3 separate regions of the Mus musculus genome follow, and all the other regions are linked to region 1. Evidence: chromatin contacts called from public promoter capture Hi-C data. All regions are on one chromosome and are shown on one strand. The core of a region is the stretch at or near the end of the contact, and the rest is flanking DNA. Distances in the headings are between cores, read along the strand shown. Region 1 holds the start of Med17 (mediator complex subunit 17). Region 2 holds the start of Fam76b (family with sequence similarity 76, member B). Region 3 holds the start of Sesn3 (sestrin 3).

Region 1 (4,325 bases), core at 544-3,043:
ACAGGCAAAGCCCCAAATGGCCTACAACACCAGCATTACCATTGGCTGCACGAATAGACCTTCCCCCCACCCCACCCCCCCACCCCTGAGACAGGGTTTTGGGATTAAAGGCATGAGCCAACACTGCTCAGCTATACCTTTCTTTTAACCAATTTTTTTGTTTCGTTTTTGTTTTTGTTTCTCTGTGTAGCCCTGGCTGTCCCGGAACTCACTTTGTAGACCAGGCTGGCCTTGACCTCAGAAATCGGCCTGTCTCTCTGCCTCCCGAGTGCCCGGCTTCTTTTAATCAATTTTTAATAAATGCTCACTCTAAGGAGTTCATGATAAAGGATCAGGGAGTGAAAGTCAAAAGTTTTCTTTTAATCTTAGGCCTAACTCTCCTCCCTCCTGAGACATATCTCAACCCAGCATACAGGAACTAGTCACTCTTTCACACACCACAAGATATTTGGAAGCCAGGAGGCATGCCATTTAAGCCTGTCCCTTAATAGACAGGTCAAATGTTCCTAATGACATCAGTACTGGATCTTAATACATACCTGTGCTCTATAGTTCTTTCTGTGGGTGGGGGATTTCATGGATCAAATGTGATACACATTTAGAATTTTGCATTTAAAACTACTGAGCTGGCATGCCTTTCCAACACTGGATAATGACAATGTTGGGCTTGTTTAAGATTTAAAAAAAAAAAAAAAAAAAAAGATTTATTTATTTATTTAATGGATGTAAGTACAATGACGCTGTCTTCAGACACACCAGAAAGAAGGGGGCATCGGATTCCATTACAGATGGTTGTGAACCACCATGTGGTTGCTGGAAATTCAACTCAGGACCTCTGGAAGAGCAATCAGTACTCTTAACTGCTGGGCCATCTCTTCAGTCCCAGGTGTTTTAACTTTCTGTCAAATTTATGAAAACTACATTTAAATTTTTCTTTATTTATTGAGATGGTGTCTATTTGCTCATGTTTTTCATTAATCTGACTGCCTCTGCCTGGCGAATTACCACACTAAACACGAACATCCTCACTTAAACCGATTCTGTCACATCACTAAATCGAAAACTGTGGTTTCAAATTTTGGTTTTTTTTGATAATAAGGAGAATCCAAAGTCTAGTCTGGTTGCTTCTCCAAACTCCCCCTCTTCAGTTTTGTTTTCTTGTAATTCATTCACCTCAAAGTTTCAGTGGTCATTTTAAGTATCACCTGTTTCCACCTAAAATCACCCCCAAAAGCTTTCAGCTGTTCTTTATTAAAAAAAAAAAAAAAAAAAAAAAAAAAAGCGAATGCCTCTTCTCCTGGCCTGAACAGGACCCCGAGTCCCGACCGGGTCGGCCTTCCCACTGCTGTCAATACTTCTCAAGGCCACCCACCACAAAACACAGTTTACCCTAGGGGAGACCCTGGGATAGAACCAGCAACGAGGGCGAAGCCTCACCCTCCTCGTCGTCCTGGTCGGCTCCCGCGCCCCCCCAGTCCGGCGCATCGCCGTCAGGCCCTGCCGCCTCCTCCTCCTCAGAGCCAGAGCCCTGGCTGAAGTCGATGCGCTGTGCCAGGCGCGCCAGGTTCTGCGACATGGACAGCGGCTGCAGGTACGTCTCGGTGCCATCAAGGCCCACCTCCTGCACCTGCTTCTCGCAGGCCGACTCGATGCTGATGCGCACGGCTCGCACGCCCGACATGCTGGCGGCGGCCTGAGGGCGACTCGCCGGAGACTCAGAGTACAGCACCGACACGGAAGGCTGGAACAAGCTTCCCGCAAGCCCGACGCGGCGGCCGGGAGGAAGCAAACTACCCACTGCTGCCCCACAATCCTCCGCGCAGCGTCTCGCGGAACACTATGAGCATGCGCGAAGGGCCAGCTGCCCGGACATTTCCTGTAGGTTGCACGTGAGAGCCAGGAACTTCCGGCTGACCGGGCTCAGCCGCTGCAGTGCAAGTGGAGTGGGCTGGGTTTATGTAGATACGCTGGGCGTTGTAGTTTGTTTGTTTGTTTGTTTGTTTGTTTAATTGGTTGCTTGGTTTTTGAAATAGCTTTCTTGCTGGCCTGATTAATTTGTTGATTAGTTATTGAGACACGCAGCTTTTTTGTTAGTTGGTTAGTTATTTGATTTTTGAGACACGCAGCACACACACCAGCACTCCCGCTGATTCGGTCTGGGAGCCCGTCCGTGGGATGAGTCCACTCACTTTCCGGGTAGGTTTTCACTTCCTAGTTAAACCTCTCTGGGAACATACTCCCAGAGGTGTTTCCCCTAGGTGACTTTACATTCGTGAAGTTAACGATGAAGACGTACGTAAGGGCTTTACATTTATGTAAGCACTCACAAAGACTGTCGACGGTAGTTAACTATAATTCGCAGCTGTTTGAGTCTCTCTGTTGATGGAGCTGCCTCCAGCAAAGAAGACCGAGTCAAACAGCTAGCAGGACTACCATCCAAACTGCACCAGCTGTCTTAAACACTCCAAGAACACTCAGATATGCCTACACGAAAGATTGCAACTGATTGTCCTGGCCCAGTAAGCACAGCTTGGGCCAGGGCTTTGTGCAGACCTGTGACTGGTGGCTTAATGATAAATGGAGGACTATGCTATCTCTCCAGACATGCAGCCACCCTTACACGCATACACTCACACATTCACAGACATGTACACATATAAACAAAAGACACCGGTGTTTAGCCAAACAAATGGCTGTGATTGGCCCAAATACCCCGTCTTGGGTTGTATGAGCAGGCTACTCCTCAGGTGGTCCACCAAGAGGCACTCTCCTTTCCTCATGGTGTTAGGATGTCATGTCCAGCAATGTCTTTCACTGAGTGGCCTTTCTTACTTTCAGCCTGCAGGCTGCACCAGAAAAAGCAAGGAACATTAGCTGGTTGGCAACAGTGCCCCACAGCTTGATAGGTACTAACCCCTATACTTCTGTCCAGCCATTTCGTTTTCTGTTTGTTTGTTTTAAGAGTTTCTCTGTGTAGCCCTGGCTGTCTTGGAACTCACTCTGTAGACTAGGCTGGCCTTTGATACCACTTTGAGTCTAATCTTGGGCTCCTGAACAACCTTGCCTTGTCTAGAAATCATTTGTCAAGTCCTTGGGCCCTGGCTTCCCACAATGAAGTGTAGATGGAGGCGTTAGCATAGCTGTCTGACAGCTGAAGAATCTATAGCCTGCAGAAGCCTCTGACTTACTATTGACAATGTCCACAGGCCTGTATCCCGCTGGTAGTGCTGGTGCAGCCACTAAAGCTTTGGAGATTCCATCTCCTGGAGGAGATGCTTCCTGGGTGACCCTAGTTGGGCCCAGTGTTTAGAGTCGGAACAGCCCACCAGGTGCCCTGGCTCTCAAACACTTCTCTACAGTGCACCTCTCACCCTGCCCCCCAACACTGTCACCACTCATTGCTGTCTGACACGGAGGAGAACAAGCTTGCCTACCCAGGGTTTCCATCAGGGCAGAGCAGAGAGCACTTAGCCAGTTGAACACTGAAGAGTACCAATTCTTTCACTTGGCAGTCCAATGTCTGCAGGTAAACGTGTGTCTCCGTGTGTCTGTTCTTCCCATGCACGTGTAGGTGCCATGGAATTGCTGGCGCTGTAGTTACAGTCAGTTGGGAGCTGCCTGATGTGGGAGGCAGGGAATAGACTTGGGTCCTCTGGAAGACCTGCAAGCACTGCAGAGCCATCTTCCCAACTCCTGAGTCTACTTCTGATGCTTGACTGCAGGCGGCCTTTAATCCTACATTTGATAAATCAAGAGCACTCGAATGCTCCATTGATGTCTGGGGGAAATTCAAAGCTCGTGCAGGAACTAGTAAAGCCAGTCTCTCCTTATTTTGTCAGGCCATTTTTTTCAGACAGGCCTAGTAGCTCTCCTGATCTCTCTAGAAACCTTCCTTACATCATGATTAGCACCTTGTAGGTATGTGATTTCATTAGTCTTGATATTTGAATCAAACAAGGAAGTGAGTCCATCCTGTCAGTGTGGGACTCCACATGGAAAGAGAATTCTGTTTATGTTCCACCCCTGCTGTATTTCTCTTCATATAATATTTGTTTGGTTTCTTCAACTAAACATATCCCAGAAACTAGTGACATATCTAACATGATCACCCACCCAAAAATATTTACTGTGTGCTTATTTTGGCACTGTGCTCCAATGGTGAATTAATACCTCTCTCAGCTCCAGAGCGCAGGGTAAGTGAGAGGAGAGAATACTAGTTCTAAGCTGGGGTGACAAGTGGATCAAGCCCTTGTTGCACAAGGGTGAAGGTTGGAGTGGCAGCTCATATGCATTCCCAGTGCTCAAGGAGGTAAAGACAGGACCAC
Region 2 (4,325 bases), core at 1,288-3,787, 1.5 Mb before region 1:
ATTTTCATTTGCTGCAATTATTCTGCCTGCAAAGCTCCCTTCTTCCCTTCAGTTGCCTGCTCACAAGCCTAACACTAAGGCATTCTCTGGACACCTTTTTATCAATGCAGCTCCAAGCCTACTCTTATATACATGGACTACGGTGGAGTAAAGAAGAGTTTCTCTTCTGTTTCCAATTCCAGACACAGAGTCACAAGATCCATTTTTCCATTAAACAGGCTTTAGATTTCTGTTGGGGCTACCATAAGGACTAGGGATTAACTACATCCCGGTGGCACTGCCTTGGTAGTAGCCCTGCAGTGCAGTTCAACTAAGTTTCCAATTTCTAAGTTTTGAGAGCAGAGAGCTCTCCTTTCTCCAGTTTAATCAACTGTATCTCTTATATAATTCACGTGTTCGCTGACACTTAGTTCTGATAGTTTTTCCTTTATCTTTCATTTATCTGGCAAGGAACTAACTCCCAAATGCTTGCTCCAACTCTTCTCCTTAATCTCCTCTAGTTCTTTGGCAAAGGTATACCCCACTATTTGAAAAACTTGAAATATTCTGACCTTATCACAAATTCTAGTAGCCACAGAAAGTCCAAACTGCTGAGATTCCTAAGTGAGACTTTCTGAAGGTGTTGGTAATCTCTATGCCCTCTTCCTCATCAGCTGTTAAAATTACCCAGAAAATTTCCTGACATCCCTCATTATTCAATTTTCACCTGTTTTTCTAGTTCTTCTTTATCAACTCTACCTTTATATAATCTCTGCACATTCGAAATTACCCTCTGGTGTCCGGAAATTACCTATTGTCTTGTCACATACCTTAAAAAACTTGCAGTGCTTTCTTCTCTTAAATTCCTTCAACACGCAGCTAGCTTATCTTCCTTTCAAGATCCTATCTTCCCTAATACTGCTAATCAATCTCCCCCAGACGCCTCTGGTATCAAAACCTGCAGCGCAGTAATTATCTAATTAGTACAGTGCTTTGCTCCTTCTTCAGAGTGGGATTTCTATTCAATTCCTTCCTGTAACTTTAGGACCAACGGTCGGCTAAGTACAGGAACATTTCTAAAAAGAACTCCAGTTTTCTCACATTTAATTCTTATTTCTTCCTATTGGAGCGTTTTCCAAAAGACTGAGCGCCACAATCCACTCTTAAAACATCAGTGACTAACTAAACCCGCAGGCTTAATTTTCCCGATCGCTTCTCCAGAGCAACTTTTCCATACAGAGTCTAGTAATGGGAAGTGGGAATGCCCGGGCTCCGCCTGCAAGGGTCGCGCAACAAACAGAGAGGCACGGCAGCAAGGGCGAAAACGCACTCTGGGGACCACGGACGCCTCAGCGGCTGCCACTCTACAAACCTGCACACCTACCTGTTAGTGAGTTTCCGAGACGGGCCGTTACGCTCACGTGACCGACAGAGCTTTGTGTTAGCGGGCCTGAGAGTGCACCAGCCAGGCTCGGGACAACGCTCCAAAGCACCGGCTGAGAGGACAAGGGAACGCAGGGTGGAAAAGGAGGTGCTCCAGAAAACACAGTTGCAGCCTCCGGGAGTGGCACGCGGCCTCGGGCAGCCCGCCATCCTGCGGGACGAGGGCTGACGCCAGATCGCGGGCCCCCTGAAAAGTGAGGCAACCCGGAGAGCCGTACAGGCCCACCTGGAACCCACGCGATTGCCGCCCCTTACCGAAAACTGAGAATCAGAAGCCGCCGAGACCGAGGCTGCCGCCATCTTCCCACCTGCGCAACCCCAGACGCCGTCCTTGAGCTCCTCCTCCGGATTCGACAGCCGCCCGCCTGGGGCAAGCGGAATCCAAGTCCCCGATGGAAGGGGCGGGCGAGCTGCGAACCCTATAGGAGCCTCGGTCTCGCAAACCACAAGGACGCCACACTCAGCGCGCACGGGAAAGGCAACGCGTCTTGATAGACGCCTTCCAGTGACCAATCAGAAAAGAGGACAACTTCTGGTGGCAGGGAAGAGCCCGCCTCCTCTCTCGGTGACGTCACAAGGTAGCGCATCGCGGAGCCTGCGGGAACGGCAACGTCTGAGTTGACAGACGGCTCTGGGAGCGTCTGAAAAGGGATGGATTTTCTGGATGAGGAAGCAAAGGCTAGGGCTTCTGGAACCTTCAGCGCCTGCTGAGGCGGATGACGGAAGCTGAATAAAGGAGAATGGAAAGTTGACATACTCCATCAGCATCCCAGGAATAAACTCCAGAGAGCGTTGCTTCTCCATTTGATGTACTGACCTTTCGGCCAATGACAAACAGAAGTAGGAGGGGCTTAAGGATATGGTCCAATGGAAGCCAAGGACTGAAAAAAAGCGGCGTTTCGTGGACCCCCTGGCCAATGGGCTCAAGCGCACCAGCCAAACGACGACTGGCCGTGGCTTGTGGGCGGGATCTTTTCAAAGCGGATTTCGCGCTCTGAGAGCGGCGGCTTCCTATTGGTTGGTACTTTCTCTCTTTGTGGGCGCTCCCTGCCGAACCTAGGCCAGGGACTGGGCGGAGCTTTCTAGTGACGTAAGGCTCTCTGTAGCCAATCGTAGAGAGGGACGCGAGACCGAGGAGGAAGCGGAATCCACCGCCTAGCTCCCGCTTCGTCTCCCTCCGCCGCGGTCCGGGCCTAAACGGGAGCGGCGGGGCGGGCGGCAGTAGGTGTCCCGGGACGGCGGCGGAGGCGGAGGGAGACGCAGGGGACCCGGCAGTTACCGGGACTGGGCCACAGCAGCAGAAGAGCCCGCGGGCGGGGCAGCCGAGTTCCCGGAGGCCCCGCCTGAGCGCGCGCGGAGGAGCCGGAAAGCAGGATGGCGGCGTCGGCCTTGTACGCCTGCACCAAGTGCACGCAGCGCTACCCCTTCGAGGAGCTCTCGCAGGGCCAACAGCTCTGCAAGGTCGGTGGGCGCCGGTCGTTCAGCGCACCGCTCCCCGCCAGGGCCCGGGCATTATATGGGCGAGCCCCGTGTCGACCGCGTCCCGCCTGCTCGCAGGTTGGGCTAGCTCGGCCGCTTCTGGCGGTCTCGGGTGGGGCTGAGCCAAGCGGCCACCAGTCCTCCGTGTCGCAGAGATTGGGTGCAGACTCTCTCATCCCAGCTTTGGCAGGGACTGCCCTCTCCTTCCACTGGGAGGCAGGGCCCGTGTTTGCACTTTCTTGCTAGCAACCCGAAGCTGCAGAGCTGATGGCATTCTGCTTCCCTGTCCCGGAAAGCGAAGCGACTGGTTTAGGAACAGAGTGCTCTCTGATTTGGAGCTCCTCCCATCCCATAAAAGCCGGGATGCTGTCTGTGAGCAATTGTACAAAATAACTAGTAGTTTCACATGTAAACCACCCCTGGAAGTCAGTCCTGACAGCTTCCTTAGTTTCTCTCTGTTCCATATACCCCCTCCGCACCCCCCCCCTCCACTAAGGACAAAAATATCCCCATGGAATTATACTCTGCCTGACGGCTGATGTGATAAGTCACCCAGTTGTTTACGTTGCCAGCCAGGTTTTATTGACATTTCAGGCACTTGACTAAGTCGATTAATTTCTACCAAAGAGTGAGATTGGGTCTCTGAAATAAATACTGACTTATGTATTATCTTATTACAGGAATGTCGGATTGCACATCCTATTGTAAAATGTACTTACTGCAGATCAGAATTTCAGCAGGAGAGGTTTGTATACTGAGCAGTCTTTCATTGTTACAAATTCGTATAAGGAATAATTAGGGGTTGTAATATTTGTGTTAAAGTGCTTTGAAAAACTGATTTGTTTTTGAAATTTAAAATTTAGAGCTACTATGTACAGTATGAGAGAAGACATTTAACTAAAGAAATTCTGGTTTTACATGTGAAAATAAGGGATAAAATTGATAGATGGAAAATGTACACTTCTGCCAACAGTCAAAATATAAGCAATTACTTTTAAACTTTTTTTTTTTAAATGGGAAACTGCTAATTAACCTGAGGAAAGAGCTACAGTGTTACTAACTGCCTTGGAAGACTGAAGTCACTGCCTTAAGCAGTGTGATTAGCACAGATGTTTTTAACAGGAAATCCCTCTTTTAGAGGACACAGAGTAAGCTCAAGAGAACAAGTCCTTTTATTACTGAGTATGTGGACATGACAGTGGAGACTGTGGACTGGGGAGTGCGGTGGGCCCTGATGCTGAGGATGTGCAGTCATGGTGGTGAGGGAGCATTAGAGCCAGAGGGAAGGCATTAGAGCTTCCGCTTTATCTTCTTTATAGAAAATATGCACTGAGCTGGGTGCCTATAAGCATAGTGTTTGGAGGTGGAGGCAGGAGAATTACTACTTAGAGACTAACCTGGGCATATGTCCTGAGACCTGTAGG
Region 3 (4,325 bases), core at 1,234-3,733, 1.0 Mb before region 1:
GAGCTAGAGAAAGTATCCAAGGAGCTAAAGAGATCTGCAACCCTATAGGTGGAACAACAATATGAACTAACCAGTACCCCCTGGAGCTCGTGTCTCTAGCTGCATATGTATCAGAAGATGGCCTAGTCGGCCATCAGTGGAAAGAGAGGCCCATTGGTCTTGCAAATTTATATGCCTCAGTACAGGGGAACGCCAGGGCCAAGAAGTGTGTGTGTGTGGAGGTGGGGGTGGGGGGGAGGGTATGGGGGACTTTTGGGGTAGCATTGGGAATGTAAATGAAGAAAATGCCTAATTAAAATAATAATAATAAAAAAAAGAAACTCCGGAAAAATGGGAACACATATGTGTTTCAATTTTCAGGAAAACAAACAAACAAACAAAAAAAACCCAAACCAACCCAACAAAAATGTCTTGCTGACTTTCTGCCTAGGTTTCTTGGTTCTCTGCAATGAAAGGCACACAGTATTTTCTTCCTTCATTGAGTTTTCTTAGTTTTACCGTTTCTTTTCTTTTCTTTTCTTTTTCTTTTTTTTTTTTTTTTTTTTTTTTGGACAGGGTTTCTCTGTATAGCCCTGTCTGTCCTGGAACTCACTTTGTAGACCAGGCTGGCCTTGAACTCACAAATCCGCCTGCCTCTGCCTCCCGAGTGCTGGGATTAAAGGCGTGCGCCACCATGCCAAGCAACTTTTACCATTTCTTTTAACTGAATTTTTAGCAACCTACCCAAATCACTGCTGTTCTAGACTATGGAGGTCTACCCAGCATCAGACCACACTTTGCTATCACTAGCTAAATGGACCTTCACCTAACCATATCACCTAGATAGACCCTTGAGGTTGTTCAGTCTGTTTAAACCTGTGCGGGCAGATTTTCATCTCCTTTGTTCTTTGTGTAGGCTTGTTTAAGGTGTAGGTCTCTAAAGAGATGGAGTGGAGACAGATGTTGAGTATGGAAGAGATTGGTAGTTTGAACAACAGTTTGGTCTAATGGCTTTGTTATGCTAACCGTGCAGGCTTCTCCAACAGCGCCTTCCCGATTTTACATCATAGTACACAAAATTCCTAACACAGGGTAGTATGTTAAATTAAAAACAATACAAGAAAAACAATACAAGTAAACCAGTGGGTCGGTTCTTTAAAACCATCTCCACAGATACATTCTACAAATTGCAGGCCTTCACAATTCCTGACACACTCGAGACCTTTAGAAAACGAGAAGCCGAGAATACAGATTAGGTTCTCAAGAGCGAAAACAGGTGATGTCATAGCACGCAGTGCGGTGTGGTCACCGCCAAGGCCGGCTGGGGAACTGCAGTTCTTGGGAGCTTGGTGCTCTGCGCCAGTAGCAGAAGCACCCTATCATGGGCTCCACGACACCGGTGAGCACCCTGAGCCAATCAGGTGCTCGCTTTGCACCGCCTTTGTTCTCACTGGGGAGCAGGCAGCCAGAGTCTGGTCTGCAGTCCGGGGTTGGTGTTTGGCCCCTCGGAGTACCTGGCTCTCTCACTCGCCTGGGTTGGGCATCTGGCCAGCCGGAGCTTTCCTCAGTGACTTATGCCTTCTGTCTCCAGAACATAGAAGCTAAACCCTGACTCACCGTTGTCAGTTTTGAGAGAGGAAGGTCCAGTCCAATCGTTTTAAATGGCAATTCGTACTCAAAACCTTCCATCACAGGCAGGGATTGTGCTCTGCAAGTTTCTAACCAGAGGCCTCCCACAGGATTTGTGTGTGTGTGTGTGTGTGTGTGTGTGTGTGTGTGTGTGTGTGTGTATCAATCTCTGACTTGTTCATGATAAACGAACTTTCTTTGCTGTGAGAACGATCGTCGGAGAGAGGGAAAAACCCCTAAACCAAAGATGTGTCTCCGGGTCTCCAACTCCAATAGCTGTGTAGACTTCTAACTCTACAGCCGTAGGTAGTTGGTCTTTCGTACCAGATTTACAGAGTGCATAAAGAACATAAAGTTCTTTGAGATCTGTGGGAGCAAAGTGCTGCAAGACCGCAGTCTTCCTCACAGCTATTAGATTTAGATCCATGGAGAGAAAGCTGAATCTCTGCCCCGGAGGAAGGAACGTTCTAGCGTCCACCCGGCCCACTCCCGAGAGATCAGGAAATGTTTAGCTAGGTCTCAGATCCTCTAGCGAGCTCTAGCTTCCAGCTATTTAATCTCACTCTCCATTCTGCACGGTTTTTGCAGAGAGGCGTGGCTTGTCCTGAGGGTGGCGCTAGAGTTCCTGATAATTTGCATACACCACACCTCCATTTCTCATTGGTAGATTGGAGTCCCTCCCACCCCACTACCTAACTAACCCAGGGTCACTCTTCAGCATCGAGCCTCGGAGATAAACTTAACTTGCCCGGAGATTCGTGTTGCTCTCGCCTCCCGCGATTGGCCGGAGCCACTCATTGGATGCGGGTGCAGAAGGGGGCGTTGCCGGTGCCGTCTGGTTGGCGGGAGGGGGCGGTGCCCAGCGCGGCTGCCCTGAAGGCGGCGGGCCTCGGGGGCGGGGCCGCACTGAGAAGCTGAGACGGCCGCGGCTGCTCGTCCTGGCTGGCGGGGCGGGGGTCTGGCGATGGGGGCGGGAGGAACAACGGGTCGCTGAGTGCCGCGGCTGCCGTCCCCGCCGAGCTCGCGCGGGCAGCCGCTGCGCCGTCGCTGCCGCCCGACCCCCTGAGAAGAGAACGTTGAAGCAGCCCTTCGCTAGCGGCCGCGGTGACAGCCCGGCTCCGGCGCGATGAACCGCGGTGGCAGCAGCGCGTCGGCCTCGGCCAACTACCTGCTCTGCACCAACTGCCGGAAAGTGCTGCGGAAGGTACGGCGCGGCCGCGTCCGGCGGCGAGGCGCTCCCCACGGTCCGGGTCCGGGCGGCGCTTGCGGGGGAGGGGGGACGAGAGGCAAAGTGTCCCCCCGCGGGTCCCTGCGCCCGGCCCCTGGGCTGCCGCCGGGTCTGCCCCGAGGCTGAAGGGATGCTGGGATGCTGGGAGGAACCGGCTCGGCTGGGGATGGAGGCTGGCCTGAAATCACAGCAACCAGTTTGGTCTGCAGGAGACTGGCTGCCTCTCCCCGGTGGCTGACTCTGGGGGGGTGTTTTCTTCGACTGGGTCGCTTCTGCCAGGCCTACGGTGCCTTGGCACCGCCTCTTGACATTCTCTTGGTGGGTCCCGAAAGGCACCATGAAGGCATCTTGAACTTTATACCCATAGGAAATGCTGTTCGATCTTCCAGCGCTTTCAGCTTGGGTTGGTGGAGGTGGAGGCTGAAGACGACTTGGGTTCGCCCTCCTTATCATCCCCCACCGCGATGTCGATCGAGAAAATCCGACCCAGGATTGGCTTATTGCTTTCCAGAGTGACTGATAGAAAGTTTACTCCAGTATTGTTTAGCTTACTTGGCTTAATCGCCCCGTGGGGGATGGGGATGCAGGGAGAGAAAGGATGACAAAATGTCCCTGTAGACGCAGAAGAGGTTTTAATAAGATCTGAATAGCCTCCTTGACTAATATAATCTGTTTCTTTTTTACACTCTTATTTTTACATTGCATGAAATGAAATCATTAGGTGAGGTGTTTCTGTTTGTCCAGCACCAATGAATTAAAATTGCTGAGCTGTGCATATTTGAGAGCTAAGATGAATATGGTGCCGTTTTTGTCAATTTTCCTATCTACAGTCAATTTAGGATTGCTCTTTATGTCCTAGGAAAAACAAGCAAGCACATAAATAAGCAAGCTCAAATATTTGCGCTCTTTGTCCAAAAACTGTTTTTCTTCCTCTGTGGGTCAGGCCAAGTGCCAATCAAAGTTGTTTTTCAAGCCTCTTTTCCCTGCCGTGGAGCTGGTTCTTCCCCCTCCTTTCTCCTATTTTATTTGAGAGCGTCAGGAAAGCAAAGGAATTGCAGGTTTGAAGTTAATCAAACAATTAAATACGCCTTAAATTGTGTTTATTGGATATGTTTCTCTTAAAAAAGATTTTTATTAAATGTGCATGTTGAGTATGTGCAGTTATTTTTTTCCCCATAAACTCCTGGATCAAATTACAGTTGATACTTGCTCAGCTCATTGTAGGGCAGCTTGTGAGAAATGGAATGGATCAGAAGCTTGCTTGGTTCAGCGACGTTGAATGTTAACTCTTTCACTGCTGGACCACATGGCATCTGAATAGAGGCTTTAAAACTTATTGTTTCTTAATTTTTAAGCTGAAACTGTCTTTGTCAGAAGAAACAGGGCCAGTGAAACCTATTTAATTCAACTTTCTCCCTGCTAAAATGAAAGGAAGTTTTTATCCTAATGTGGAGAACAGTGCTATAACTAATTTATTTAAGTGATATGA

The links. Promoter capture Hi-C pulls out the DNA fragments that hold promoters and counts their contacts.
Region 2: a contact with region 1 is called in a promoter capture Hi-C map of liver, with 9 times the contacts expected there. The contact joins the promoter of Fam76b here to the promoter of Med17 in region 1. A contact is called at or near these places in 11 of 39 promoter capture datasets (the 3T3-L1 cell line, 3T3-L1-derived adipocytes, the HPC-7 cell line and 7 more), 4 of 484 Hi-C or Micro-C datasets (CD4 T cells, CD8 T cells, the G1E-ER4 cell line and 1 more), 3 of 115 datasets of contacts at active chromatin or transcription factors (astrocytes, double positive thymocytes and embryonic stem cells) and 3 of 9 other capture datasets (adipose tissue, liver and macrophages).
Region 3: a contact with region 1 is called in a promoter capture Hi-C map of liver, with 2.4 times the contacts expected there. The contact joins the promoter of Sesn3 here to the promoter of Med17 in region 1. A contact is called at or near these places in 4 of 39 promoter capture datasets (3T3-L1-derived adipocytes, liver and pre-B cells).

Annotation. Positions count from the first base shown.
Region 1 is chr9:15,278,113-15,282,437 of GRCm38.p6, forward strand. It overlaps Med17 (mediator complex subunit 17), which reads right to left and starts at 1,794. Exons shown (of 12, transcript NM_144933.2): 1 at 1,438-1,794. The coding sequence starts at 1,681.
Region 2 is chr9:13,825,179-13,829,503 of GRCm38.p6, forward strand. Fam76b (family with sequence similarity 76, member B) reads left to right here and starts at 2,538. Exons shown (of 10, transcript NM_176836.4): 1 at 2,538-2,883; 2 at 3,582-3,646. The coding sequence starts at 2,797. It overlaps Cep57 (centrosomal protein 57), which reads right to left and starts at 1,929. Exons shown (of 11, transcript NM_026665.4): 1 at 1,678-1,929. The coding sequence starts at 1,722.
Region 3 is chr9:14,273,818-14,278,142 of GRCm38.p6, forward strand. Sesn3 (sestrin 3) reads left to right here and starts at 2,484. Exons shown (of 10, transcript NM_030261.4): 1 at 2,484-2,812. The coding sequence starts at 2,735.